Linked DNA regions of Mus musculus: regions 1, 2, 4, 5, 6 and 7 are each linked to region 3. Evidence: chromatin contacts called from public Hi-C, HiChIP or PLAC-seq and promoter capture Hi-C data. All regions are on one chromosome and are shown on one strand. Each heading gives the region's core, a stretch centred on a gene start, on an enhancer-like site or on the middle of the called end of the contact. The rest is flanking DNA. Distances are from core to core; before and after follow the strand shown. Region 1 overlaps Hk2 (hexokinase 2). Region 2 overlaps Tacr1 (tachykinin receptor 1). Region 3 holds the start of Mrpl19 (mitochondrial ribosomal protein L19). Region 4 has its middle 9.5 kb from the start of Gm32591. Region 5 overlaps Gm32425 (a long non-coding RNA gene). Region 6 overlaps Sema4f (sema domain, immunoglobulin domain (Ig), TM domain, and short cytoplasmic domain). Region 7 overlaps Hk2 (hexokinase 2).

Region 1 (3,816 bases), core at 658-3,157, 760 kb before region 3:
GAAGCCACCTATAGATGTGTGCAGCACTAGGGGGTAGCCACCTATAGATGTGTGCAGCACTAGAGGGTAGCCACGGAGTACAAATGGATTCTGACTAAATTTTCGAATCTTGAATTTTAAACTTTAAAATCAAGCACCATCTAGGAAAGGACTTTTTTTTAAAAAGGGGTGTGTGTGTATGTGTGTGTGTGTGTGTGTGTGTCTAACTTTTAAGGAAGTTGGCTTTCAATCCAGAGCATGAGACAGTGTGCTGTGTTCCTAGTACTAGGCTGGCTACTGCCAGCACTAGGTTGACAGCTCTCTCTGCTAATGCTGCTTTGTGTGATCTTCAGTGAACCTTTGACTCATCTCATATCCCTGGGCACTCGGTCTAGTGAGCGTTTTGTCATCATGTACAGTAGAGAACTAGTTGAATTAACCATGTGATGTTAACTATTATTAATAAATTTTAACTTTTTTTTTTCAAAATATTCAGTGTGTGATTGGATCTTTTAAGTGGGGCAAGTTAGGACTTCCTGGTCAGTCTGATCAATCACTGATGGGGTCGATACATTTGGAGTGGCCTGTTATCTTTCAGTGTCCGTGGAGACGGATTCTGGAATTCTGAAGCCTGTGGGGGTCGGATCCTGTGATTGCTTTCTATGGCGGAGATAAGCGCCGTGAACGATCAGATGCTGAGAGCAGAAGCTGAGCCTCAAGCAGTAAAGACAGAGTGGTGTGAGTCCTTAAACCCTCTGCAGCTCCCAGTGACACATTCCTCCAACAAAGGCACACCCCCTAAGCCCCTCCAAACAGCAGCACTAACCGGGGACCAAATACTCATGAGATGGGAGAGAGAGAATGGGACTAGTGTTGAGCCTTGAACCCAGGGCCACCTGTTCAGTGGACTTCACCCCTGGTTCTCCCAACACCACTTTCAGATGGGGTCTCATGTAGCCCAGATTGGCCTCAGACTCCTGGACCAGTTTTAGCCTTCCATATGCTGGGGTTACAGGCATGTGCCACCACACCTGACCACACTTGTTTTATACTTTTTTGAGTATAAAACACTGGGTTGCTCAGTGTGTAGACTTGAACCCCTTGTAGCCCAGCATGCTCTGCGCTCTTTGGTCTTGCACTCTTAACCCTCCTGTGAGGATGCATTTATAGACAGTCCTTTTGTGAGACAGGCTCACTATGTACCCCCAGGCTGACCCGCATCTTGCTATGTAGATCAGGCTGGTCATAAACCTGGCAGGCCTCTTTATCCTTCCAAGAACTTGGAGCTACAGGTAGGAGCCACTACAAGCTAAAGAAGTGACAGGAGCAGGACGGTGAGACTAGGTCCAGACGGTCTGCCCTTGTGATCCCAGGGCTGGGGAGGCTGAGGCAGGTGGATCCCTGGAGGTCACTGGTCTGCAAGCCTAGCTTACCCAACAGGTTCCAGGCCATAAGAGACCATGTCTTGAGAAACAAGGTGGACAGCTGAGGAAAAACAGCCAAGCCCATCCTTTCACTTTCTCACATGCACCCGTGAGTGCATGTCTGGGACTTTTCTAGCCTTTACATTTCAGAAAACACTGCCTTAAAAAAGTGATAAGATTGGCAAGATAGTTAAGAGCATAAAGGAACTTGATATGCAAATCTGATTTGATCCCTGGAGCCCACCACAGAAGGGGAGGATTGGTTTCTCACAAGTTGTCCTCTGATCTACACAACACACACATCCACTCACACATGGAGGTCCAGTTTTATCCTACACTGAATCTGAGTCCATGATCAAGCGGGACTGCGTTTCTTGGTGCACACGTGGGTCCTTTGTTTTCCCTTCCAGCCTGGCTTTCTAAAGCTCATTCCACTGACTTAAGTATATGAGGATGGCCTTGAAGTGACTCTCCTGCCTCCAGGCGCTGGAATTCCAGGCATGTGCCACCACCCCCCAGCTTAGAGGCCTCTTTGGCTTTTCTGCCTCAAAGCAGATTCTTACAGATTCCCCACTCTGGGCCTCTTGAGTTTTGCAGCTGGCTTGTTCCTGTCTGTAACATCAGCCATACTGCTCAGCACAGTGTGGGCACCTCTTTCCCCAGGTCACTTTGGCCTCTGGCAGCGGGATGGAAAAGCTACATTCGTTATGTCCCATGGATGGGGCTGGGGCACAGACAGCTCCGCACAGACCCTAACATTGGACTAGCAGGGAATATTTTAGTGCGATTTAGGGTACATTTACCTGCGGTGAGGCCCTCAATGTCCCGGATAGCACGTGTATCTCTTTCCTAGGCTGACTCCCCATCCTCCCAAGGAAAAATTAGTTTCCTCCAAGCAAGCAGACTGCACTCACACTGCTCCCAGCTTGGAAAGCAGTTTCCCAGCCAAACCCCAGGCAGCCTGTCTCCCTGTTTTGTTTTCTTCGGCTGGGCCCCAGGTGCCACAGGCTGGAACACAGGCACTCCGGTGTTGAGAGCATTTTCTAGCCTTTGCACAATCCGCTTTTGCTTTTCTGTTTTCCAATTTCCCTCTGAGCCATGTCTCTTTTGTTCTTCCCTCACCATCGGCAGTCTGAGCACCCTGCTTGACGCCACCTCGTTTCTGTACGAGTCTGGATGAGGCATACATTGTTTCGTGCCGTCTCTGGTTTTCTTTATTTCCTTTTCTAAGGACATGGATGAAATACAGGGGCCTGAAAATGCTGTGTGCTCTAAACTAAATGATAGATCCTTAGCTCTCTGTGATGCTTTAATAAAAACACACAAAACATAGTTGGCTAGAGTCTTGTGTCCTCTCTCAAAGCAGGGTTTGTTTACATATTTCTATCTATCTATCTCTATCTATCTATCTATCTATCTATCTATCTATCTATCTATCGTGTGTGTGTGTGTGTGTGTGTGTGTGTGTACGTACATGGGGAGGCCAGAAGAAAACCTAGAATCAGCTTCCTTCTTCCATCCTGTGGGTCTTGGGATCAAACTCATGTTGTTCGAGTCATAGGCAGGTATCTCCACCCACTGGGCTCCCTACTTGTCTGGCACATTTTAAGGCCCATAGACATTGCTGTGTTTGCATCTATTTCATTACTTCTAGTAGCTACAAATGTCTTGTTCTGTGTATGTCCTGTCTGCCCATTTGTTTTCTCATGGGTGAAGATGTACTATTGACTCAACAATGGCTACACAGATACCGTGGCTTTAAGCCCCTTGTAATGGCTAATCTTGGTTGTCAACTCTGCTACATCTAGAACCAACTAGACCCCAAGAGTCCAGCACTCTCCTGTGAAGGGTTTTCTTCATCAGATTAGTTGAAGGAGGAAATCCCACCTTCTAGTCCAGGACTGGGTGCAGGGAAGCTTTCCCTTTGGCCAGCTTGCCCCATTCTCACCGAGATGCCCATCTACGCAGTCGCTACAGCCAGGACTAAGCTCAACTTCTTCCAATGTAGGCTGGAACTCAGCAGCTCTCCAGGAGTCTCCCAGGACTCCAGCACAGCCTGGATCTGCTAAGACATCTACTCTTGTGGTCTGAGCAATTCCAGAGTATCGGTCTTTCCGCTGTAAGACCGGCATTGTTAGACTACCTGAGCTATGCTATTTGAAAGTGTGGTCTCCTGGCTTCATGCTTTGGCTGCCTGCTGCTGTGGTGTCCCTGTCATGATAGACTCTGATCTAACACTCTGGAACCCTGCTGAAGTCCTGGATAAGCCTTTCTTCTGATGACTGTTCAGGGCAAAGAACTTCATCAGAAGAGATTTTTTTTTTTTTTTTTTTTTTTTTAGCAAAGGTTCACCAGGTACATACTTGCCTGCCTCTCAAGATCCCCTTTCTGCCCAGCCCCACTCCAGCCATGC
Region 2 (3,753 bases), core at 1,238-3,737, 560 kb before region 3:
AAGTGGACGAAACAAGAAATAAGTCTGAAGAGACCAATGGCGTGGACCTCAGCTTCCCCGAGTGAGTCTCCCCGAGAGTCTAAGCAGGGAAGCTGAAGCTGGATACGACCTGGGCAAGAACTCTCGGAAGACATTGCTGAGGCTGGGAAGCACTGCAGACGGGGGAAGACTGTGGCAGTAATTCTGGAGACACACAGATGGCTTTGGTGGCTGGCAGTGTGGAAGGGAAGCACATCACTGTCTGAGCCATCTCCCCACCCCACCCCCCTGCTCTTTTTATCTTAATTCCCACAGCATCTGACCTCCTGACACATGATCTAAATTACACATTTATTGACCATAGCTTTAGACAGGGCAGAACATGGGTCGGGTCTTTAGTTGTGTTGATTTAGAACAGTGTCAGGCACAAGTTTAACAAATACCAATAAATATCATGACTAGTTTCTTGTCTTGTGTTTAGTCTGCCAATCTTCCATGTGTGCTCCAAACTCCCAGGTCATCCGAGAGTGATCTACATTCCTCACTTTCCCAGGAATGGGCACATCTTGACGGTCCCTCCTATCTCCCCAAGGAGCCTCCCTTCCCTGTTCCTTCAGCCTTCCTCCCTTGGGCTACTGTTCCTTCTGTTTTCTGTCTTTCCCATCTCTCTGCCACTCCACGACTAAAAGCAAATATTACATGTGCAAATCAGACAATGTCATGTCTTTTATGAGATAATATTTACATGATTTGGAGGGACTTCTCTTGAAGTAAAAATACAGAATTACCTACTTCACAAAGCCGTAAAAAGTCACAGCCATTAGCACACACTGTTGGGCAAAGAGTGTGCCTGCATCTTAGGAGGTGGGTGAACAGGGATTCAAACCTAGAGCCCAGACTTTGGTTCTAAAGCTTCTATTGTTTTATACAAGAGGCTCTAGGGCCAGACTCTACCACTAAACAGGTCTGTGACTTTGGACAAATTACTTAACCTTTTTTGTCTCAGATCTACTCTGTGCGGAATGGATACAACCCAACCGGAGTGCCCACGTCATCACGGTTCTGTAAAGATTAAAATATGTAAAATATGTAAAGTACTTAGCTTTCCAGATATACTAACAAGGTAACAAGTGTTATTTCTACATTCTCAGTTATTACATTATCTGATAACCTTTGAGGACCATAAAAGAGAGACGCATTTTCCAAGGAAAGGTACTGAGCAGTCCCTTCAACAACGTGTCCTCTTTGATCCTAAAGTCATCATCCTGAAAGGATGGAGTGTGTCCTTTCAGTTTCAAGTGTGACAAATAATTTGTATTTATCTTCAGCGGGATCTTTTTGATGGAGCTGTCCTTCATCATCCTGTGGAAACAAGGCTGCCCAGTGAGCAAAGCTTCCTGCATTCCTTGCCTTGTCTGAAAATGTCCCTGTCCCTCCATTCAATGCTGTCCCTCAATTTCCGTTCAAGCCTTAGTCTTCATTACAGGTTCAGATGTTTGTAGCTGTTCGCCCTCCTTACAGTTGCTCTTGGGTATAAATTGTCTTATTCCACACATCGAGGTGCTGTTTTTTTGTTTTTTTCTTAAATCTCCCATTTCTTACATATTTTGTTTAAAAAGAAAACCCCACCAAATTCTGACTAAATCTCCTCTCCTCACTCTGCCATAACTCAGGGTAATTTTGGAAAATGGTCCAACTACTCTGACTCTCATTCTCTTTATTTCACAGGTAAGGAATAGAATTACAGGCTATTCAAATATCATCTCGCTTTCATATTGTAGAGACCAGACCCAGTTCTTTGTGTTTTGTTTTAGCATGTCCCATGTCCAATAATAATGATGGCTTTATTTACAAGAGACCCAGACACCCACTGAATCATAGTGGCTCTGTCGTAGCTTCTGAGAAGTCCACCTAGAATTTCATCAACTAGAAGATAACAGTCCTACGGCCTGAGGGGACATGCAGAGTCATCTACAACCTGGTTCATGAGATTTACCTCACAGGGGAGCATTCTTACTGCAGAGTGCTTGCCGTTGTGACTAAGACTTTCTGCTTGTTTCCTTCAGAGAATTTAGTGGAAATGAAATAGATCTGGAGGAGGTGCATGGCAGCCATCTGGAGTAGCAGGGGCAGAGAGAGAGATGGTATTCAAGCTATCAAAACAAGAAAATTCATGGCCAGGAGCCTTTGTTGCTTTGTCATGTACCAGCAAAGTTATTTGAAGTGTGGCAAATTAAATTCATTTCTATTGTTTTCTGGGGCTATACATCATCCCAGGGTGCAGGCAACACAGGCTGAGTATTTGTGAGTGAGAGCAAAGGAGGGGCAGAGTGGGAGTGGGATGCCTGTCATTTCACTTTCTACAACTTAAAACAGCCCAGGGATGTCTAACCAGGAGTCTCCCTTTATAGCTGACCCTCCTGTCAGACCCTCTATTGAGCAGGGAAAGGAATTTCCCTGACCACCAATGATTTTAGATTCCCCATCATTACAATTCCCCACAGGGATCAGGGGTCTGGCAGTGGAATGAACCAGGAGGGTTGCCTGCAACAGCTGGGAGCTTTGCTCTTTCTGCTGGATTTTCACCATCAGCAAACTTGAATTGGGAAACATCTGACCTGCTGTAAAACCCGTGAAATTCCAGACCCATTAAAACTGTGCTTTTTAGAGATATTGAGGGAGGGAGCTGGGCGGAAGTGAGAGGGACAGGGAGGGAAGGAGGGAGGGAGAGAGAGAGAGAGAGAGAGAGAGAGAGAGAGAGAGAGAGAGAGAGAGAGAGAGGGGATAGGTGGGGGCGAGTTGGGCTGTTGGAGAGAAGAGTCTGTCTGTGGGAGCCTGCAGATCTCTGGATTGTCAACTCACATCATCTGCAGAGTTTTATCTCTGGTGTTTGGGCAGGAAGTAATCAGGAGGTAATTCTAAGGGGCCACATAGTTATGATTGACACCGTTTCTCGTGTTAACACTGAGTAACCAACAGTATACACTAATTGGTACATAGTGATTTATAAATAAGAATAATATTATATTTTATTATTAAAAATGAAACCCCATGACTTCTACCTTGTTTGCTGAATTTACTTGAGTCAAACGCTGGGCATTTCTGTCTTAGAATCCTGGGACATTGGAAGCGGTCTTGCTGGTCTGGGCATATGGTCCAGTGGGTAGAGTGCTGGCCTAGGTTCCCATCCCCAGGACTGAATAAACTGGTCATGGTGGTGCATGCACACCTGTGACACCAGCACCAGCCCTAAGGCAGGAGGATCAGAAGTGCAAAGCTATCCTTTGCTGCATGGTTTGCTTTGTTTATAAAAACAAGACAAACAATAAAGAAATGGCTACTTTGAAGCCACTCTCTTTCCACAGATGAGGCCATAGCACACAACCTGGTGAGGGTTTGTTTTGAGGCAAAGCCAGGTGGAGACACTAAGCCTGTTGACTCTAAGTAGCACTTTTTTCCTGACACTACCTTTCCATGGCTATTTAAAAAGATATACCATCCTACGTATAGGAAATACCACATGAAAATGATTCCTAAAATTATATTGGTGATCAATGATGCTATTGGCTTTAGTTAGTTTAGTTAACGAGTATGAAGGTAAAGCACACTGTGAATTCCTGATCTTAGTCATTCTGACTGGGGTGAGATGAACCTCATGGTGGTTTTCCGTAGCTTTTCTCTACTTGTTAAGACATTAAACACTTTGAAAAGACATTTCTTAGCAGTTTCCATCTCTTCTTTTGAGAACCCTGTTCAGGTGTGTAGCTATTGTTT
Region 3 (3,795 bases), core at 911-3,410:
GATCACACCGTACATGTATTAAATAGTTCTAGCAACTTGCCATCTCTGAGAGTATGAGCCAGCTAGCCAGCCAGCCAGCCTGCCTGCCCTCCCTCCCTCCCTTCTTTCCTTCCTTCCTTTTCTTTTTGGTATTGGTGATGATGTACTCGAATCCACAATCTTTGTACATGTCAGACATGTGCTGTACCACTAAGCCTCACCTCCAGCAATAGCTGCCCTCAAATCTCAAATTCTTTAATTTTTTTCAAACAATTTCTCTCTCTGTCTCTCTGTCTCTGTCTCTGTCTCTGTCTCTGTCTCTCTCTCTCTGTGTGTGTGTGTGTGTGTGTGTGTGTGTGTGTGCTTGCAGGAGTCTATGTGCAGGACATATGTCCTGTTACCCAAGGACACCCAGTGTACATTAGTTTCCCTGGACCTGGAACTACAAACAGCTGGGAGCCGCCTGGTGTGGGTGCTGGGAACTGCTACAAGAGCTGTAAGTGTTCTTACACGGAGCTGTCTCCCAAGCCCCTCTCAACTCAAGAAGGTTTGAAATGGACCCCTTTTAGCTTGTATGCCTCCCAACTGCCCGAGGCAAACTCAGTTTTAGTTCTGGAAAAGGGAATGTTCTCAGTGAGCTCAAGGACTCCGTGGGGGCTATTTGTTAAGAGTGATGGCTTTTCTCTTTATGCTTTGTCCTAGTTAAGGTTTTGTTGATGAAATGAAATATCATGACCAAAGCAAGTTGAGGAAGAAAGGTTGCATTTGATTTACACTTCCATAACACTGGATCTCACTGATGGAAGTCAGAACAGAAACTCAAACAAGGAAGGAACATGGAGGCAGGAGCTGATGCAGAGGCTATGAAGGAATGCTGCTTACTGGCTTGCTCCTCATAGCTTGCTCAGCCTGCTTTCTTATAGAATCTAGAAACACCAGTCCAGGGATGGCACCACCCACAATGGGCTGGACCCTCCCCCATCAATCACTAACTTAAAAAAATGTCCTACAGGCCACCTACAGACCTATCTTATGGAGACATTTTCTCAGTTGGGGGTACTCTCCTCTCTGATGACTCTAACTTTTGACAAAACAGCTAGCATTTATTATTCTGTTTGGAGCCTGTGAGAGCCAGGTAGTGCTGGTTAGTAAGACAGAAGTTAAGCAAAAGAAGATACTCATTGCTCCCCACGGAATTCATAACAACGAACTAAATACCAATAATCAAACAAGAGGCAAACGAAAATTTCCTAAAAGAAGCAACGTTCTACAAGACTGATTAACTAATTAAAACGTGAGTGACTTGAAGCATTGTGGTGCTGCAGATCCAGAGCCCAACTATCTTGGCCCATTAGTCCCTCAAATGGTAATTTATTCCCAACTTACTTGTGAACCAACGGCCTTGTTATTATTAAGGGACTACATTCAGCAACCGCCTCACTTCCATCAACCTGAAGGCTAAGAAGGCCATCAGCGCAACTGAGGCATACAGCAGAGACATCTCCATTTTGATATAGCATTCCTAAATGGGTGTACCTGCCAATGTGTTTAAGGAATGGCTTTCTTGCTCTGATACTATGGAATGCCATGGAATTGTTACATGTAATTGGAACATGGATTTGTGGTGACCTAAATCTTGTGTTCTGAGCCCCTCATTAATACTTGACTCTAGAATAAACTATCTCTTTTGCCCTTTAGGTGACAGTTGTGTTTTTCATGTAGGCACAAGCAAATAAAAGGTGGAACTGAGGAGGCTGGAGAGGGTGGCTCTGCAGTTAGGAACACGTAATTTTTCAGAGGACCCATGTTCAATTTCCAGCATCCACATAGGGTCCCTTGCCACTGCCTGTAACTCCAGCTCCAGGGGATCATATGTCCTTCATGGGCACCTGCAATCACACTCACACACACACACACACACACACACACACACACACACACACTCCACGCACTTCATAGTCACTCACTAAATGCAAATGAGATCACAGTACTTAGTGAAATGTACAAACTTGCTAACCCTGTAGAGAAGTGTAACTTTGCAAATTATGGAGAAGAGGAAAATTATATACATTTACAGGTATAACTCCCTCAAACAAGCGGCGGTACACCGGGAAGCAAGTTTAGTCCCATAGGAGCCACCGTCCGGCCACACCCCATCGCACTGACTTCTGGGAGTTGTAGTCCTTCATTGAGGGTGTAGACATGGCGGCCTCCATGGCAGAAAGTTGTAGGGCGTCCCTGTACCTGGCCCGGAGCGTCCGAATGGCCAGGCCACGGCTTGCTGCCTTCGCATCTGATGCCTGCCGTGTCTGCACGGGCCCAAGCCGATTTCAGAGCACCGGGCCTTCAGAGCCCGGTGGGTTCAAGCCACCGCCGAAACCTGTCATCGTGGACCGGCGCCGAGTCCCGGAAGACGAGAGAAGGTGAGGCGGCCGAGGCCGCGTGGGAGTGCGCACACTTTGATACCCGCTTTATAGCTGGGCTGCACGAAATCGGGTTCCGGGTCTGCCCCTCTCTAGATCACGAAAGACGCAGGCTTGGACTCCCTTCCCTCAGTTTGTCCTAAAATCCACCACGGTGAGCCTTGGCCAACAGATTCTATCCAGGAGGAAGGGTTTGGGGAGGTCAGATCGGCTCAGGCACGTGGATCCAGCACACTCTTTTTCGTCTTACCTACATAAATGCATCTTCAGAAGCTTAACAGTATGGACCCGCAGGGTGGTTCGGTTGTGAAAGTTGCAACCTGTACACCCAAATCCATGCCTAGAACCCATAGAGAAAAGAGAGACCGTACTCCAAAGTTTGCCTTCAAATCCCCACATGAATGTTATGCTGGGCGCTCCAACCACAATACACAATAATTTGTGGGTGTGTATCAGGCTGGCCTTGAACTCAAAAAAGATCTGCCTGCTTTTGCCTCCTAAATGTTAGGATCAAAGGTGGGAATCCCTATGCTCGGTGGAAGATTTCTTTTAAAGTCAGTTTGCAGCTGGTGATTTGTATATATTTTCTCCATATTTATAGCTCAGTGGGAGACTTGTGCTCATTTGCAGACTGAGAGAAATGCAGCGTATTAACTGTGACAAAATTGTAACAAATAGTAATTATGTCAGCGGTTCATCACCTTTACGCTCCAGTTGTGCTTTGTTTTTTTTTTTTTTAAGTAAGATGACAATAAAACATCTAACTGGTCTCAGGATTAATTTATGCTACTATGGGTCAGCTTGCCTGTGTGGTGACAAACACCAGAGACAGCCAGCCTAAAGGGAACAAATTCGTTTGGCTCAGGGTTTGGACAGTTGTAGTTAATTTTGCTTGGTCCTGGCCCTGTCACTTGGGCCCTGCAGTGACACAGTATAGCGTGGCAGGAAGCATTAGCTAGGTAAAAGCAAAGGGAGAAACAGAAAGGGGCCGGGGTCTGTGCCTTGCCTTCAAGGTTAGATGCCCAGTGACATGTTTCCTGTACCGGACTGAAACTCTTTAAGGCTTTCTAAGCCCCAGTAGCTGCCCAGGATGACAGCTAAACAAACCCTTAGCACAAATGCCTTCTTGGACAATAAGGTCCAGACCTTGAGGGCTACTTGATGTATGATAACCATTTAAACACAATGCCTGGTGCGTTCTCAGGAGTGAGCATTAACAATGGTTTTGGAAACCATGGTTTTAGAAATAACATTGCAATCCATATTGAAAGAATAAAATACATCTACATTATACCCATTGTTTTTCTTATGCTGGCCTAAATCACCTTTCATTTTTAATTTTTTTATAGGTTCCTGAGTCCTGAATTCATCCCTCCCAGGGGGAGAACAAACC
Region 4 (3,367 bases), core at 86-2,585, 860 kb before region 3:
CGACACAAAAACAAGCCAAACCTGGGTCCTTTGCTGCTGCATGCTCTCAGTAGGCTCCTGTCTCAGCAGGCATCAGAAGTCTATTTATCTGCTCATTCCCAAGAAACACTCCTTAGGTCCAGATAGAAGGAGAGGAGGCTATTGGGATTTCTGTTTTTCCTTTCTCTGCTGGGATCAGGCTAAGTACCTAGTGCATGCTCGCTGGGTAGGTGCTCTGTGTCCTCGCTAGGTATCCACAGGCATAAGGATGGAGGGTTAAAACTACGCTCCAGGATGTGAAGGCCAGATTGCACGGAGCCCTTCCTTTTCCTGTTGCTTTCAGCAATTCCACTCTTGGTCAGCTGGTGCCACAGAATATGCATGCATGTATGCATGTGTGTGCATGGCTGAGTGTGCATACACGCTTGTATGCATGTGCATGCATTCATGCATGTGTGAGTGTAGGGGAGGGGTGTGAGGTGTTGGAAGGAGGATGATTCAAGAGATCACAGTTTTTAAAAAAGCATTTATTTTAACTGTGTGCATGTGTAGTCATGAAGGCTAAAGACACGGGTCCCACAGGAACTGGAGTAACAGGCTGCTGTGGACCATCTGACATGGCTCTGGAATCAAACCAAGGTCCTCTGCAAGAGCAGTGCCAGCCCAATGACTGGAGCGTTTCTCTCTCTCTCTCTTCCTTCCTTTCTTTTTTTCTTTTCTCACTTTAAAAATTTATTTATTTTTAGGCTGAATGTGGTGACTTACACCTTTAACCCAAGCATTTAGGAGGCAGAGGCAGGAGGATCTCTTTGAGTTAGATGCCAGCCTGGTGTACCTAGGGAGCTTCAGGACAGCCAGGACTACGTAGAGAGACCCTGTCTCAAAATAAAACACACCAGATTACTATCATTTTGGATTATATATGTGGGTATGTGCACATGCATACAGGTGCCAGTGGAGACCAAGGAAGCTGGAAGCTGGCCTTACAGGGGCTTGTGAGCCACCTGATGTGGATGCTGGGAACTGAACTCTAGTCCTTTGGTACATCAGTGAGTGCTGGTAACAATTTTACCACTTTTTAAACACCTTGATGGCTTACAGTTTGGGGCCCAGCAGACCAGTGGACAACAGGTTTCAGAGAAATGAAGAAGGGGTTCTCAGAAACCACCTGAAGAACCAGGGCCCACCCCTCTCTATCTCCCCCACCCCCCATCCCTCAGCCCCTCTCCTCACCCCCCCAACAATGCCCCCCTCCCCCCAGCACCAGGTTCTGCTCCTTTCACTTCCTCCCACAGACAAGCTTCTAGGAGCCTGAGAGACAACTTCCTGTATTGAGTCACTCTGGAGTCCAAGCCCTTTCCAAAAGCCTGGCCCTGAAGTGGGAGGAGAATGCAGAGGCCTCTCCTTGAGGGTCCACAGACCGGAGGGAGCCTCCAGCCCCAGATGATGTAAGGTCCCACAATTGCTTTTGGATGTCCTTGTCTGAATCCCTGGATTAGCTTCTCACTTGCAAACCCTGGGCAAGTGAGAGGCAGCAGCGCCTTCCAAGAGACCTGAAGAGTACACATGTCAGGCTGCACGTAGCAGCTAGGGCAGGGAATAGAGGTGTTGTCATGGCAACTATCAGGGTGTCCTTTCCACTCACAACCTCTAGGTTCCTCTGTTTGTGTTATGGGTCTGAAAGGTATACTCTAGAGCTTTTTTTCTCTCTTCTTCTCATCCCCGGAAACAGCTGAGGAGGAGAAACAGAGACAGAGGTTTGGGAAGAAAACAGCCTCTCTCACACTGGGGCTTCTTGCAGTTGGGTGGAGCGTTTAGCAGTTAGGTGTCTCACCTAGTACCTGGGCTGTTCAGGTGGGAAATTCCTTCCTTCTCAGATCAAGTGGCAGCTGCCCTACTGTCCTCTCTTCTCCTTGCTCCCTCAGATTACATGGTGGGTGGAAACAAGGTCAGATGAAGCAGACAGAATTTATGGTTATTAAGTCTTATTTAGTTTTGCCTAAGTCAGGTAGAAGGGTCTACAGACCCTGGGTCAACAAAGTATCACTGAGAAAGCATCAAGATTGGAAATAAAGGTCCTAGATTTGGGGTCTTATCCTAGTATAGGATGACCACAGACAATGAATCTCTGTTCTTTTGGCTTCCTTTGCCCCTCCAGAAGGTGGGAGGGATGGAATGACTTCCAAGTGTTAGATAATTGTGTGAGGGGCCTGGGGATGTAGCTTAGTTCACAGAGTGCTTGTCTGGCATGCACAAAGCCCCAGCACAGCATGAACTAGGCACAGTGATCTATGCTGCAGCCCAGGAGGCAGAGGCAGGAGGATCAGAAGTTCAAGACCATCCCTGGCCACATAGCCAGTTTGAAGCCAGCCTGGGCCCACCACCACCACCACCAAAGAATTATCTGAAGCATTATGCAAATGTCTAGTTCTCCACCCAGAGTGTTTTATTAATGTCTGAATGGGATATGGAAATCTGTAGTAAGGTAAATGTAAATTCATTTCAGCATGAGAATCTGTTGAAACTCGGGCACTTGGAGAGGAGCCACACCAGAATTATGAATCAGAAGTGGAGATAAAGGCAGGAACAGTTAAGAATTGAACAGCATCTACTGAGCCTGTCATTTGATGGCTCCCAGGCCTTTACAGAGTAAGGCCATTTATCTCACTGTACAGAACCTTTTATCGTACAAAAAAGACCATTAGAGAAACCCTCTTAGGCAGGCGAGACCTCAAAGTGTCCTTTAGACTCAGGAATGGAAGGCTACTCTACCACCCTCTCAGAAACACTGTGCCCTGCCAGCTGCCACTCAGTGCTGCAAGAGCTGGGGTGGAGAGCAGAGTATGGAACGCTTTCTTTTGTTTTAACTTTTAAAAATTACTTTTATTAGAGTGGAAAGATGGCTCAGAGAATGAAGGTTCTTGCAGCCCAGCTTGATACCCTGAGTTCAATCCTTTACCACCTGAAGGGTGAAGGGGAGAACCGGCTCCCACAAGCTGTCCTCTGACCTCCATACGCTCACTGGGGCACACACATACTTTTCTCCAATAAATCAATGTAAACAAACAAGTAAATAAACTCACCTGGGGCTTGGAGGGGTGGTTCAGTGTTAAGAACACTGTTGCTCTTCCAGAGGACCTAGGTTAGGATCCCAGCATCCACACGGTGATTCAGGACCATCTGTAGTTTTAATGCCAGAGAATCTGACGCTCTCTTCTGGTTCCTGTGGGCACTGAACACACTTGGTCTCCGGACATATGCAAGCAAATCATCTATCCACATAAAATAATAAAGAGAGAGAGAGAGAGAGAGAGAGAGAGAGGGAGAGAGAGAGAGAGAGAGAGAGAGAGAGAGAATGTGAAGGCCATGGTGTATATGTGAAGGTCAG
Region 5 (3,546 bases), core at 988-3,487, 720 kb before region 3:
TACCTACTCTTAGCAAAGTTCTCAAGGACAGCCTGACTTCTCAGAGGGTTAAACTTCTCACTCCAGAAGTGGAGCTGGAAGCATGTTCTTTTTACTACCTGATTCCTAAGATATGGCTGAATACAGGTATGTGAACATGCTTCCTTCAGAAGGTAGAGAGAGTCTAGCCACAACGGAATCTGGGGTTCCATCTCCATCACTGAAAAGGAAGCTTGGGGAATTAGCATGAACACTAACAGTAGAAGTGTAGTCAGAGAGGTGTTGCTGTGTTCACTGAAGACTTAGAAACAGCCCATCATCAGGAGCTGGTGGGGACTGATGAAGGTTGGGCTCTGTTTCAGAACATCTATCGTTCTCTCTTTGAAAATATTTATTTATTTATTTGTGTGTGTGTGTGTGTGTGTGTGTGTATGTGTGTGTGTGTGGTCCAGGAAGGCTAGCAGGGGATATGAGATTCCTTGGAGTTGGTGGTATCAGAGCTTGGTAACATCCACTGTGGGCCCTCTGATGGAGCAGTAAGTGCTCTTTACCACTGAGCTGTCTCTTCTGCCAGAACTACTTCTTTAAGGAGCTAGCTTAGTATAGCCTTAACTCCTTAAAAAATATTTTAAAATTTAATTTTATGTCTTTGGATGTTTTACCTGCATGTATATACGTGTACTACACATGTGCCTGATGTCCACAGAGGTCAGAAGAGGGTTTCAGATCCCTAGCCCTGGAGTTACAGTCGTGGGCCACCAGGTGGGTGCTGGGAATTGAACCTAAGTCTTCTGGAAGAGCAGTCCGTGTTCTTTACTGCAGCTGAAAAGAAGTTAGATCACTGCAGGTGTGCCTTTGAAGGAGGATATCGGGACCCTGCCCCCTCCTATTTCTCTCTGCTTCATGGCTGCCCAGATATGAACAGACATCCTCTGTCATGTACCATTGACATGATGAACTATCTGCTGTGTCTCAAAGCAACAAGACTAAGAGTCCTTTGACTGAAACCTTTGAAACTGTGACCCACAATAAAATTTCCTTTTTAAAGTTGATTGCCAGTGATCTTTTATCATAGTAAAGGTAGCTTGCTGTGGTGGTTTGAATGTGTTTGCCCCAGGGCAAGTGGCACTATTAGAAGGTGTGGCCTTTATTGGAGGAGATGTGGCCTTTTAGAGGAAGTGTGCCACTGTGGAGTTGGGACTTTGAGGTCTCATACATATGCTCAAGTCTGGTCAGTGGGATCAGAGTCTCCTCCTGGACACCTTTGGTTCACCATGTAGAGTTCTCAGTTCCTTGTCCAGCACCATGTTTGCCTGCACACTGCCATGCTTCCCACCATGATGATAATGGATTTGAACCTTTGAAACTGTAAGCCAGTTCCAACTAAATGTTTGCCTTTATAAGAGTTGCCTTGATCATGGTGTTTCTTTGTAGCAATAAAACGCTATCTAAGATACTAATAGTCCACCATTTAAAAACAGATGCTAGTCTCAAGTTTGTACCTTACACACGGCAGTAAAGCCCTAGTTCAGTCTCCTGTCACACCCTTCTAATTGGATTTGTGTAGCATCCTTTCTGGTCTGACTATTTTGAGGGTGGACCCTCTAGAGTCTCTAAGGTGGTGGTTTAATTAGTTTTCCTTTGAAGCATAGGGTGGATAGATGGATTTTATCTCTTATTGAGTAAGGACTGTGAGATCTGAAATGGAGTGGTTTTTAGGACCTTGACCTTTGGGTTCATCTGACTGAGGGGGCTCAGCAGCTGAGTTGCTGTCAGTTTGTCCTATTTTAGATGGCCCTATGCACTAACTAATTGTGGTTAAGATTGGCAAAAACTCATGGGAGGGCGTTTTACCCTCTCGGGTATCTTTGTTTTTGATAAGAGAATCGACTCTGATCCATGAGTCTGGGCTATAAATATTATCATTGGCCATACATGGTGCTATCTGAAGGACTTCCTCCCAAAATAAGGAGGCTTGGGTTTTTTTTTTTTTTTTTTTTTTTTTGTCTATCTTTATCCCTCTGTGTTTTAGTAGGGCACATATTTCCCTGAGCTGGGGTGGTTTTTTTTTATATGATGGTGAGTTTCACATGGTAGAAAAGATGAAAAACGCTTGTCCAATGGGAATGTTCCCTTGGCCTATTGGTCCAAATGCTAAGCCTTTCTGCAGATTTAAGAACTGGCAGCCACCCTGTGGCTCTTAATTGGCTGCTGCATTACCAGGTTTTCTTTGTTTTAAGGAGAAGTTAAGAGTCTTTGCCAACGCCATTGGATTTAGACAGAGGCCAGAGGAACCTTCGGCCAACACCAGAGAGTAGCTCTGGCCAGAAGGCTTCAGTTGTCCCTTTAGCTTGTCTAAATCCATGTGATCACCTTCCCGGAGTATTAGTTCTGTGTGGTCGTTTTGTTCACTCTTGCCCCACTTTGGTCTCCAGATGTGGGCCTAAGTACCAGAAGTTTTCCACGGAGACCCCTCTCCAAGCAAGGTGGGAAGGCCACAGCAAGGGAAGTGAGTGGAGGCAGGGAGACAGACGAAGCCTCTGCCATGCCTTCTGGGTTGCTCAGTAACTCTGAGCCTGGGTCTGTGAAAAGCCTACAATCCAGTGAGGAATGCAGCAGAACTCAGGCACAGCTCTTCGGGAGAGATCTCTTCCCAAGTGTTACAGCTCTTGGAACAAAAGGGTCAGACAAAGGAATAGTTCTCACATTCCTTTAATTCCCTGCATGGCTCTCCTATACACAGTTCTGGCAGTGATTTAGAGTTTGACAGCAAGCCCCTCTCATTGGCTTGGGCTGAGAGTTTGGGGGAAACCTTATTTGCATGTGAGAGGGCTTCGTGCTGTTCTTAAGTGGCTGATAGCCACGCCTCTCTGGTGGGGGTTGTGGAGGAGGGTCCAGGAGCCATGAGAGAACTTCCATCCCATGTAAGTGAATTGTCACTACCGGGTCCCGGGGTTCAAGATCTAGCCTCGACTGGAAACCAGGCTGTCTGTACATAGCCCATTGCCCCACATTCAAGAATAAGGTTTAGGCCCAGGCCCACATCACTCCTTTCTTTAGGCCCAGGCTGCTTCAAGAGTCAGGCTGCTTCATGAGTCAGGCATAGGCTTGCATGTCTTGCATTGGGCCCAGGCCTCTTTAAATTTCAGGGATAGTCTCAGGCCCACATCACTTCTTGCTTTGGACACGCCTCTTCAAGCCTCATGGATAGGCCCAGGCCCTCATCACTTCTTGCATAAGGGCCCAGGCCCTCATCTTTTTTGCTTTTGGTCCGGTCCTCTTCAATGTTCAGGAATAAGCCTGGGCACACATCACTTCTTTCTTTAGGCCCAGGCCTCTTCAAAGTTCAGGGAGAGGCCCAGGCCCACATAACTTCTTGCTTTTGTCCCAAGGCTCTTCAAGGCTCAGGCCCACATCACTTTTTGCTTAGTGCCCAGGCCTCTTCAACGGTCAGGGATAGGACCAGGCCCACATCACTTCTTTCTTTATGCCAGGGCCTCTTCAAAGCTCGGTATATACCCAGGCTCTTTCACTTCTACCTTTTGTCCCGGGCCTCTTCAAACGTCA
Region 6 (3,335 bases), core at 303-2,802, 950 kb before region 3:
TCCCTGGGCCTCTTTCGCCTCTCTCCTCTGTCTGGTTTGTTCTCCACCTAGGCTTCTCTCATGGGAGCTTGAGGAAGGTGAGGGAGAAGGCTCTGGCCACTCTGGCGACTCTAGCTCTCCCCCACACTTACCTTCGCAACACACTGTCTATAGGAAGTTGGGTTACATTAGAAGTTTAAGGAAGGATGTAATGATGGACCCAGGTTCAAGTCCTGCCCCACCACTTCCTGCCTCTGTGACCTCTCTCTTGTTCCTTGGCACCTTTGAAGCGTATATGTAGAGTTTTTATAACAACCGAGGACAAATTGGTTTTAAGGACTAAGTGAAGTCACAGTTCTTTGTCATGATTTACGTTGTCAGTGTCCTTGTTATCACAATCCTATCCATCTCTGCACCCTGTTACCCCCAGTTTCTCAGATTATGTCTGTTCTTCTCCATGTCTGTCTGTCCGCGTGCTATGAACTCAGGTAGCACACACAAGGGTCTACACATGTTTTATCTAGTTTTGGTCTTCTAAAGAGTGTTTCCCATGTTCCTGTCACCCCAGGGGGACCTTGGGGGCCGGAAGACCCTTCAGCAGAGATGGACGACGTTTCTAAAGGCTGACCTGCTGTGTCCAGGGCCCGAGCATGGAAGGGCCTCGGGGGTTCTGCAGGATATGACAGAGCTTCGACCTCAGCCTGGCGCGGGGACCCCCCTCTTTTATGGCATCTTTTCCTCCCAGTGGTGAGGGGGTCCTGGTGTGGATGACGGGGTGACGGGGGGAGGGGTGTCCGTGGAGTTGGTATGGTCACTGCAGGTGGACTCTCTTTCCCTCGGCTGCATGGCTCCTGTGTGCTTCTCGGGGATCCAGTCCTTTGATAAGGGACGAGTTGCTGTCACCTAGCTCTCTCCAGATACTTAGCTCCAATCTGTGACTCCTCCAGGGAAGGAGCCGCCATTTCTGCTGTGTGTGCCTTCCGACCCCAAGACATCCGGGCAGTGCTGAATGGTCCCTTTAGAGAGCTAAAACATGACTGCAACAGGGGACTACCTGTCATGGACAACGAGGTGCCCCAGCCCAGACCTGGAGAGGTGAGGAGGGGGTGGGGCAGGTCTTCATCACAACCTTGATTTTTTTTTCCACCATCGTAAAGGACAAGAGCTTTGCTAAGCATCCCTGATACTTCCTGTTCCCTGAGAAACATTGTCACCCAGACCTGTCTCCTTTAGTGCATCACCAACAACATGAAGTTCCAGCAGTTTGGATCCTCACTCTCCCTGCCAGACCGTGTGCTCACCTTTATCAGAGACCACCCGCTCATGGACAGGCCCGTGTTTCCAGCTGATGGCCGCCCCCTGCTGGTCACTACGGATACAGCCTATCTCAGAGTTGTGGCTCACCGGGTGACCAGCCTCTCAGGGAAAGAATATGATGTGCTCTACCTGGGGACAGGTATACAGCATCAAGCAAGTTGCCCATAACGTCACCACAGAGAGGTGCCCTGTGACATCCAGGCACCAGGGTTCCAGGCACAGTGCCAGCTAAGCCATTTTCTTGCCCTTTTCCTTCCTCCCAGAGGATGGGCACCTCCATCGGGCTGTGCGCATCGGAGCTCAGCTCAGTGTCCTGGAGGATCTGGCCTTGTTCCCGGAAACACAGCCGGTTGAAAGCATGAAATTGTACCATGTGAGTTGTGTATTCGGGGAGCCTGCTGGGGAGAGTCGAGTCTGTGGCCAGTTAACGGTCTGGTCTGGACGATGAGCACATTTTCTCTCTCGCTCCATTTCTACAGGATTGGCTTCTGGTGGGCTCCCATACTGAGGTGACACAAGTGAACACCAGCAACTGTGGCCGTCTCCAGAGCTGCTCAGAATGTATCCTGGCCCAGGATCCCGTGTGTGCCTGGAGCTTCCGGCTCGATGCTTGTGTGGCCCATGCAGGCGAGCACCGTGGGTGAGTGGGGCTGCTTTGCTTTGCTCTCTTGCCTGCCCGCCCTCCTGGACTCCGCCCTCCCATATGGCTGTCTCATCTGCCGATGCCATTCCCTCTGTGTGTGGCTTCTTGTTTGGAGCCGCATCTCTTGCCTGCCCGTCGGTTAGCTCATGTTAACTCATCTGTCTGCCCGTCTGGTGCTGTCTAATTAATGCTAGACCGGGCATTGCACACATTGTACCTCGGATGATAGTGACTCCAGCTCCGAAGTGGATCATTGCTCCACTGGCTTCCTCCACCTCCACTGCCACCAAGCCAGCGTGGTGTGCGTGCGTGTGTGTATGTATGTGTGATGTATTAGAGTGTATATGTATGTGTGTGTTTGTATATGATATGTGTGTATGTATGATGTATATTTATGTAAGGTGTGTGTATGTGTATACATGAGGACTGGCAAGTGTATGTCATTGCCTCAGCTTGTGTGTCAGAGGACAGAGGACAATCCCTGCTAGTTTTCTTACACTTTGAGACAAGGTCTGTCTGTGGCTCACTATTTTGTATTCAAGCTAGCTGCCCTCAAGCTTCTAGTTTCTTTTGTCTCTTCATCAGGCGATAGGGCTGCACAGGGACTTGTGAGATACCTGTCCTACTGTGGCCAACTTTGAGGCCGGTTCTGGGGAACCAAATTCACTTAATCAGGTTTGTACAGCAGGCACTGTTTCCACTGAGCTATCCCCAACCCAGTCACTTCTCACTGGGGTCTCCTAATTCTGGGCTCCTGCCATCCATTTGCCTCTCAGAGGTGACCTTAAAAATATACCACACGGAAGCAAACCCTGACGTCCCTCCCTCACTCTGAATAATTCAGAATGACTCTCTTGTCACATAAGAAATCTCCTAAAAAGATCTTATCCTTGGAAATCTTAAATATTTAAAAGTACGATGAATGAATAAATGTGACTAAAATGATAAATTTGTGTATCTCCACCCCTTCCACCACTGCTGCCTGACCAACACTGTTTTTAATGACTTCGCTGTCAGTTATTTTGAAGCAAATCTTTCTTAGATATCATGTTATTTTATTCATAAATCTTTGAGTATCTGTGGCATACAAGGACACTAAAACAAAAGAAAAGGGTGCTGGAGAGAGACATGGGTCAGCAGTTAAGAGCACTGCTTGTTCTTCCAGAAGACTCAGGTTCAATTCTTCCCACCTACAGGATGGCTCACCGTTCCAGGGGCTCCAGTGCCCTCTTCTGGCCTCTGAGGGAATTGCACCCTTGTAGTGCACTGAGGTGGGGAAAAGGTGCAGGCTGCCTGAGGAATGACAGATTGTCACTCAGTACAGAATGAAGACTGTCCTCTGGGCTCAACACACACACACACACACACGTATGTCCACGTTCACACACACAAACAT
Region 7 (3,569 bases), core at 869-3,368, 780 kb before region 3:
AAAAAGTGAGCCAGTTGCCCACCCTCACCCACGAGTGACACGAGTGACTGGTTCTGAAGTCTTAACTGCTTCTCATGAGTCAGTTTGATCTTGTCTTTTTCCAAATTGACAGTGGCCCTCCTTTGTCTGTCTACAGAACATGGCGAGTTCCTGGCTCTGGACCTTGGAGGAACCAACTTCCGTGTGCTCCGAGTAAGGGTGACAGACAATGGTCTCCAGAGGGTGGAGATGGAGAACCAGATCTACGCCATTCCCGAGGACATCATGCGGGGCAGTGGAACCCAGGTACAGCTTTGCTGTTGTAGCCACTGAGCTACCAATGCCTGTGGGACACCCTGCATCTTCTCCCACCACAGGACAGTCACTAGGACATCCTGGACACTGTTCCAGCTGTAAGGTTTCCCGTGGTGGGAGCCTTGACTATTCCTGCCATATTTTGTGCCCAGAGGGCACTTGGCAATAAAATAAGTTTACGTGCACATTTTGAAAGAGGTGGGACCTCAACAGCCTAATTGACCTTCTCCCACCAACCAGGTTAGTCCTGGAAAAAGGAGTGTTGATTGTGAGCTGAGCCAGCAAGGGAGATATCATCAGATCCTTTGCTTGCCCTGAGGGTCAGCTTGCCTCCTTTGGAGGCTGGGTATCTGGGATTGTGGGCATTTTAGTTCTCCTGAAGATGTCTCATGGTCGTTGTGTGATGTCAGGAGGAACACTGTCGAGGCACCATGGTGGGGTGTTTGCATAAAAGACTGGATCTTGTTTTGGGATGATCTCGCTGTATGATTCTGAGCTAAAGGGTACCAGCCAGGAGTACCCTAGTCGTCTGTTTGTAGAGAAGGGTGGTAGGGTGCTAGTTAGGTCATGGGCTGAGAGGGGAGCTGTGGTGACTTCAACACCTGGCAGGCTTGCTGGGGCCTGCTGCTCTACACAGGAGCGTGCCCAGTCTTCAGATTGTCTTCCTGCTCTGTATTGTACCTCATCGGTGTTGTTCCCCCTCATGAAGAATGTGCTAGCCTTTTCTCCGTATTGCTTCTGTCTCGTTCTGGGCCCTGCTACCAGATGACAAATATTTGAGAACCAAGTAAGACAATGCCAAAAACACACCAGAAGTTTGGCTGTGGTTGTGAAAAACCACATTGCGATGTGTGTGCAATGTGTTGGGCGAATCTCGTCTCCGTAGACCTCTTTCTTCTATAATAGGAAGGTCACAGGCATCCCATGGTCCTGGCAGCTTTCCCTGCAGAGCCTGGCCAGGGCTTGCCACTTGAGTTGACATTTGCAGTGTGTCTGTCCACCTAGAAAGAGAATCTGTTTCTAACACTCATGATCCCAAAAGTTCAAATTTACCTTGAAATATCTCAGACTGTCGGGGCCAGGTACACATCTGTAATCCTAGCATTTGAGAGACTGAGCCTGGAGGATTGAGAGTTCAAGGCCAGCCTGGGCTATATATAGTGTGACCTTGTTTCCAAATGAAAGTCAAACCTATGAAAATAATTAAAATGTGACACCTGATAATAAAATACCTAATAGTGAAAACATCTCAAACCACCAAAATTAAAGAAAATCATTTCTATTCTTTTTCTTTTAGCTACATTGAGAGAGAGAGAGAGAGAGAGAGAGAGAGAGAGAGAGAGAGAGAAGGTCAGAGGATAATTTGTGGGAATCAATTCTCTCTACTATGTAGATTCTGGGGTTCACACACCGGTGGTCAGGCTTGTTGTTAAGTGTCATCTTACCAGCCCAGTTTTTTAAAAGGGGGAAGAAGTAGATTTTTAAAATGCAGTTTTATTAGATCAAAAGCTAAATTATCAAGCCTCAGACTTGCAACAGTCCTTAAGAGCTGTGAACCTGTCGGGAGAGAACTCTATCTTCTGCTCACTGGTTTCTATCTCAGAGAACTTGGTGCCCCTTCTTCCTCAGCTTCTTGATGCTGGCCCCGGCGGGCGCCCGCACACCCTGCTGAGGTTTTTTAGGTCTATCTCAGGACAAGAGGAGTGAGACATCCTCCTGTCAATAAGGAAAAGGAAATGTGTGGAGCACAGAGCTGGCAGACCGATGCCCTTTGAGCCTTTTTATGGCAGGAAGGTGTTGAGTTCTCTAGCATCTCATGCCCCGTCCTCAGATAGCAGGAAGAGAGGGTTGGTCCTCCAACTCAGGGGAGCAGCTGTCTCCTCTCTTCCTTCTAGGAAGCGTGTAGGCTTTTGATCTTGCCGCTTACTCAGACCTTTTCTCAGTGGACTTGCCCTGTGGGAAACCACGAGTCACATGAAGCCTGGCAAACTGAAAATGTGACCAGCCAGCTGAATTTAGTTTGACTTGATATCAGGCTCTCAAGAGGTAGCCTAGGCTGCCAAATTCCCCATTTTCCTGTCTCAGCCTCCTGAATGTAGGGGCTTTTTTTTTCTTGCCTTCTGTGGGGAAGGCGGCTGGGGAAGGAACAGAGGTAAGGGCTGGGGACTAGGAAGATATATTTTGTTCCTTGCCTTAGATTAAGGTCCCCCCAATTCCCGTGACTGCTTGATGTTTCTGTGACTTGTTTCCTTTGGATAAAGATATTCACCCTAAAGGCTGTAAGGTGACAAAGAGCTCACATACCATGTGTAAGGCCTTGGGTTCAGTCTTCAGCGCTGGGAAAAAAGGGAAAGAATAAAGAAAAACTAACAAACACCGCTCTTGCCTTGGACTGGAGGTTCAAAGTTCAGCATCAACTGTGGGTAACCGTGCTTCGGATGAGACAGATGGGCAGGACCCAGGATGGGGGCTCAGCCAGCACTGCCTCCTCCTAGATTAGGCTGCCTTCCTTCCTGACTCCACCAGCTGCTCATCGCCCAGACATCAGGGAGCCGGTGGGCCTGTTAGCCCCATCCCTTATTGTTGAGATCTGGAGAGATTTTCGAGAGCTTGCTGGGTCTCTTGAGGGGTGTGTGAAGGCTTCAGGAGAGCATGGAGCAGTCGGCTTTCTCTCTAGGAATTAAATTCAAGTTGTATGCTTGGCACCAAATGCCAACCCTCTGAGCCGTGTCGCTGGCCCTTTGCTCCTTTCTGGGAAGGAACACACTTGTTTGTCTTCCATTCTTCCACTCCTTCTTCCACGCTTTTCCATCTTGCCACTTGGCCCTCTTTCCGTGGACTCTGTTTACCCTCTCCAGCCTCTGCTTACTCGCTATATCTCGTGCCCTGCCCTCTGTCTCTCAACATCTAGAGAGCTAAGCTTCTCTTTGAGGGTATGGAGTAGGTGACAGGGGACCTCTCGGTTGGTGGGCTCTGGCTTGACTGGAAGCCTGAGTTATCAGGAGTGCACCTCTCTGCATGTTGAGGTGGCTATGTGGGTCCTGCAGCCATTGCCCTGTCTTTTGTTTTGAAACTGGACATCAAAAATAGAGACTGGAGATGACTTGCTAGTTAAAAGCAATTGCTGTTTTATTAGGGGACAAGAGTTTGTATACCAGGGATCAGATCAAGCAACTCACAACACAACGGAGAACTAGTAACTGCAGTTCTCCATGGCCGCAAGTGTGACTGCATGTATACACCTGTGCGCGCGTGCACACGCACACACACACACA

Evidence for each region. Promoter capture Hi-C pulls out the DNA fragments that hold promoters and counts their contacts. Hi-C and Micro-C count contacts between places; a contact is called where the count stands out from the background. HiChIP or PLAC-seq counts read pairs in DNA pulled down with a chosen protein or histone mark.
Region 1: a contact with region 3 is called in an H3K27ac HiChIP or PLAC-seq map of trophoblast stem cells, with 6 times the contacts expected there. The contact joins the enhancer-like site here to the promoter of Mrpl19 in region 3. A contact is called at or near these places in 12 of 39 promoter capture datasets (the C10 cell line, the HPC-7 cell line, cranial neural crest and 8 more), 3 of 15 datasets of contacts at CTCF or cohesin (the NIH/3T3 cell line, embryonic stem cells and large pre-B cells), 12 of 484 Hi-C or Micro-C datasets (the 3T3-L1 cell line, cerebral cortex, cortical neurons and 6 more), 18 of 115 datasets of contacts at active chromatin or transcription factors (T-cell acute lymphoblastic leukemia, bone marrow-derived macrophages, cardiomyocytes and 13 more) and 3 of 9 other capture datasets (embryonic stem cells, liver and pancreatic islet).
Region 2: a contact with region 3 is called in a promoter capture Hi-C map of second pharyngeal arch cranial neural crest, with 4 times the contacts expected there. The contact joins the enhancer-like site here to the promoter of Mrpl19 in region 3. A contact is called at or near these places in 9 of 39 promoter capture datasets (the 3T3-L1 cell line, cranial neural crest, embryonic stem cells and 4 more) and 1 of 115 datasets of contacts at active chromatin or transcription factors (embryonic midbrain).
Region 4: an H3K4me3 HiChIP or PLAC-seq map of bone marrow-derived macrophages shows a contact between it and region 3, with 4 times the contacts expected there. The contact joins the enhancer-like site here to the promoter of Mrpl19 in region 3. A contact is called at or near these places in 4 of 39 promoter capture datasets (the 3T3-L1 cell line, 3T3-L1-derived adipocytes, embryonic stem cells and 1 more) and 2 of 115 datasets of contacts at active chromatin or transcription factors (bone marrow-derived macrophages and large pre-B cells).
Region 5: a contact with region 3 is called in a promoter capture Hi-C map of embryonic stem cells, with 5 times the contacts expected there. The contact joins the enhancer-like site here to the promoter of Mrpl19 in region 3. A contact is called at or near these places in 12 of 39 promoter capture datasets (3T3-L1-derived adipocytes, the HPC-7 cell line, cranial neural crest and 7 more), 15 of 484 Hi-C or Micro-C datasets (the 3T3-L1 cell line, B cells, the C10 cell line and 11 more) and 9 of 115 datasets of contacts at active chromatin or transcription factors (SST interneurons, bone marrow-derived macrophages, embryonic basal ganglia and 6 more).
Region 6: a Hi-C map of cortical neurons shows a contact between it and region 3, with 4 times the contacts expected there. The contact joins the enhancer-like site here to the promoter of Mrpl19 in region 3. A contact is called at or near these places in 2 of 39 promoter capture datasets (cranial neural crest and embryonic stem cells), 2 of 15 datasets of contacts at CTCF or cohesin (embryonic stem cells and large pre-B cells), 1 of 484 Hi-C or Micro-C datasets (cortical neurons), 4 of 115 datasets of contacts at active chromatin or transcription factors (embryonic stem cells, forebrain and microglia) and 1 of 9 other capture datasets (embryonic stem cells).
Region 7: a promoter capture Hi-C map of pre-B cells shows a contact between it and region 3. The contact joins the enhancer-like site here to the promoter of Mrpl19 in region 3. A contact is called at or near these places in 10 of 39 promoter capture datasets (the 3T3-L1 cell line, the HPC-7 cell line, cranial neural crest and 6 more), 1 of 15 datasets of contacts at CTCF or cohesin (embryonic stem cells), 5 of 484 Hi-C or Micro-C datasets (cerebral cortex, cortical neurons, palatal mesenchyme and 1 more), 9 of 115 datasets of contacts at active chromatin or transcription factors (T-cell acute lymphoblastic leukemia, bone marrow-derived macrophages, embryonic forebrain and 6 more) and 3 of 9 other capture datasets (embryonic stem cells, liver and pancreatic islet).

The regions. Positions count from the first base shown.
Region 1 is chr6:82,721,677-82,725,492 of GRCm38.p6, reverse strand. Hk2 (hexokinase 2) reads left to right here. Exons shown (of 18, transcript NM_013820.3): 18 at 1-468. Among named protein-coding and RNA genes, the nearest start is that of Gm32480, 8.4 kb to the right of the region's middle. Within about 2 kb of position 1,907, at least 82 of the 459 cell types and tissues checked have an H3K27ac peak or open chromatin away from gene starts, as enhancers often do. A contact at or near this core is called in embryonic stem cells, extraembryonic endoderm stem cells, nephron progenitors and 3 more, where this site is marked.
Region 2 is chr6:82,524,000-82,527,752 of GRCm38.p6, reverse strand. The region is part of intron 3 of Tacr1 (tachykinin receptor 1); the gene reads right to left. Among named protein-coding and RNA genes, the nearest start is that of Tacr1, 120 kb to the right of the region's middle. Within about 2 kb of position 2,487, at least 4 of the 459 cell types and tissues checked have an H3K27ac peak or open chromatin away from gene starts, as enhancers often do. A contact at or near this core is called in second pharyngeal arch cranial neural crest, where this site is marked.
Region 3 is chr6:81,964,314-81,968,108 of GRCm38.p6, reverse strand. It overlaps Mrpl19 (mitochondrial ribosomal protein L19), which reads left to right and starts at 2,160. Exons shown (of 5, transcript NM_026490.2): 1 at 2,160-2,402; 2 at 3,752-3,795. The coding sequence starts at 2,182.
Region 4 is chr6:82,820,124-82,823,490 of GRCm38.p6, reverse strand. No RefSeq gene overlaps it. Among named protein-coding and RNA genes, the nearest start is that of Gm32591, 9.5 kb to the left of the region's middle. Within about 2 kb of position 1,335, at least 120 of the 459 cell types and tissues checked have an H3K27ac peak or open chromatin away from gene starts, as enhancers often do. A contact at or near this core is called in bone marrow-derived macrophages, where this site is marked.
Region 5 is chr6:82,688,057-82,691,602 of GRCm38.p6, reverse strand. All of the region lies in intron 1 of Gm32425 (a long non-coding RNA gene), which reads right to left. Among named protein-coding and RNA genes, the nearest start is that of Gm32425, 10 kb to the right of the region's middle. Within about 2 kb of position 2,237, at least 20 of the 459 cell types and tissues checked have an H3K27ac peak or open chromatin away from gene starts, as enhancers often do. A contact at or near this core is called in embryonic stem cells, where this site is marked.
Region 6 is chr6:82,915,923-82,919,257 of GRCm38.p6, reverse strand. Sema4f (sema domain, immunoglobulin domain (Ig), TM domain, and short cytoplasmic domain) reads left to right here. Exons shown (of 14, transcript NM_011350.4): 8 at 548-726; 9 at 927-1,074; 10 at 1,213-1,435; 11 at 1,560-1,669; 12 at 1,776-1,936. Among named protein-coding and RNA genes, the nearest start is that of Sema4f, 22 kb to the left of the region's middle. Within about 2 kb of position 1,552, at least 28 of the 459 cell types and tissues checked have an H3K27ac peak or open chromatin away from gene starts, as enhancers often do. A contact at or near this core is called in cortical neurons, where this site is marked.
Region 7 is chr6:82,745,905-82,749,473 of GRCm38.p6, reverse strand. Hk2 (hexokinase 2) reads left to right here. Exons shown (of 18, transcript NM_013820.3): 3 at 137-285. Among named protein-coding and RNA genes, the nearest start is that of Hk2, 27 kb to the left of the region's middle. Within about 2 kb of position 2,118, at least 36 of the 459 cell types and tissues checked have an H3K27ac peak or open chromatin away from gene starts, as enhancers often do. A contact at or near this core is called in the HPC-7 cell line, T-cell acute lymphoblastic leukemia and pre-B cells, where this site is marked.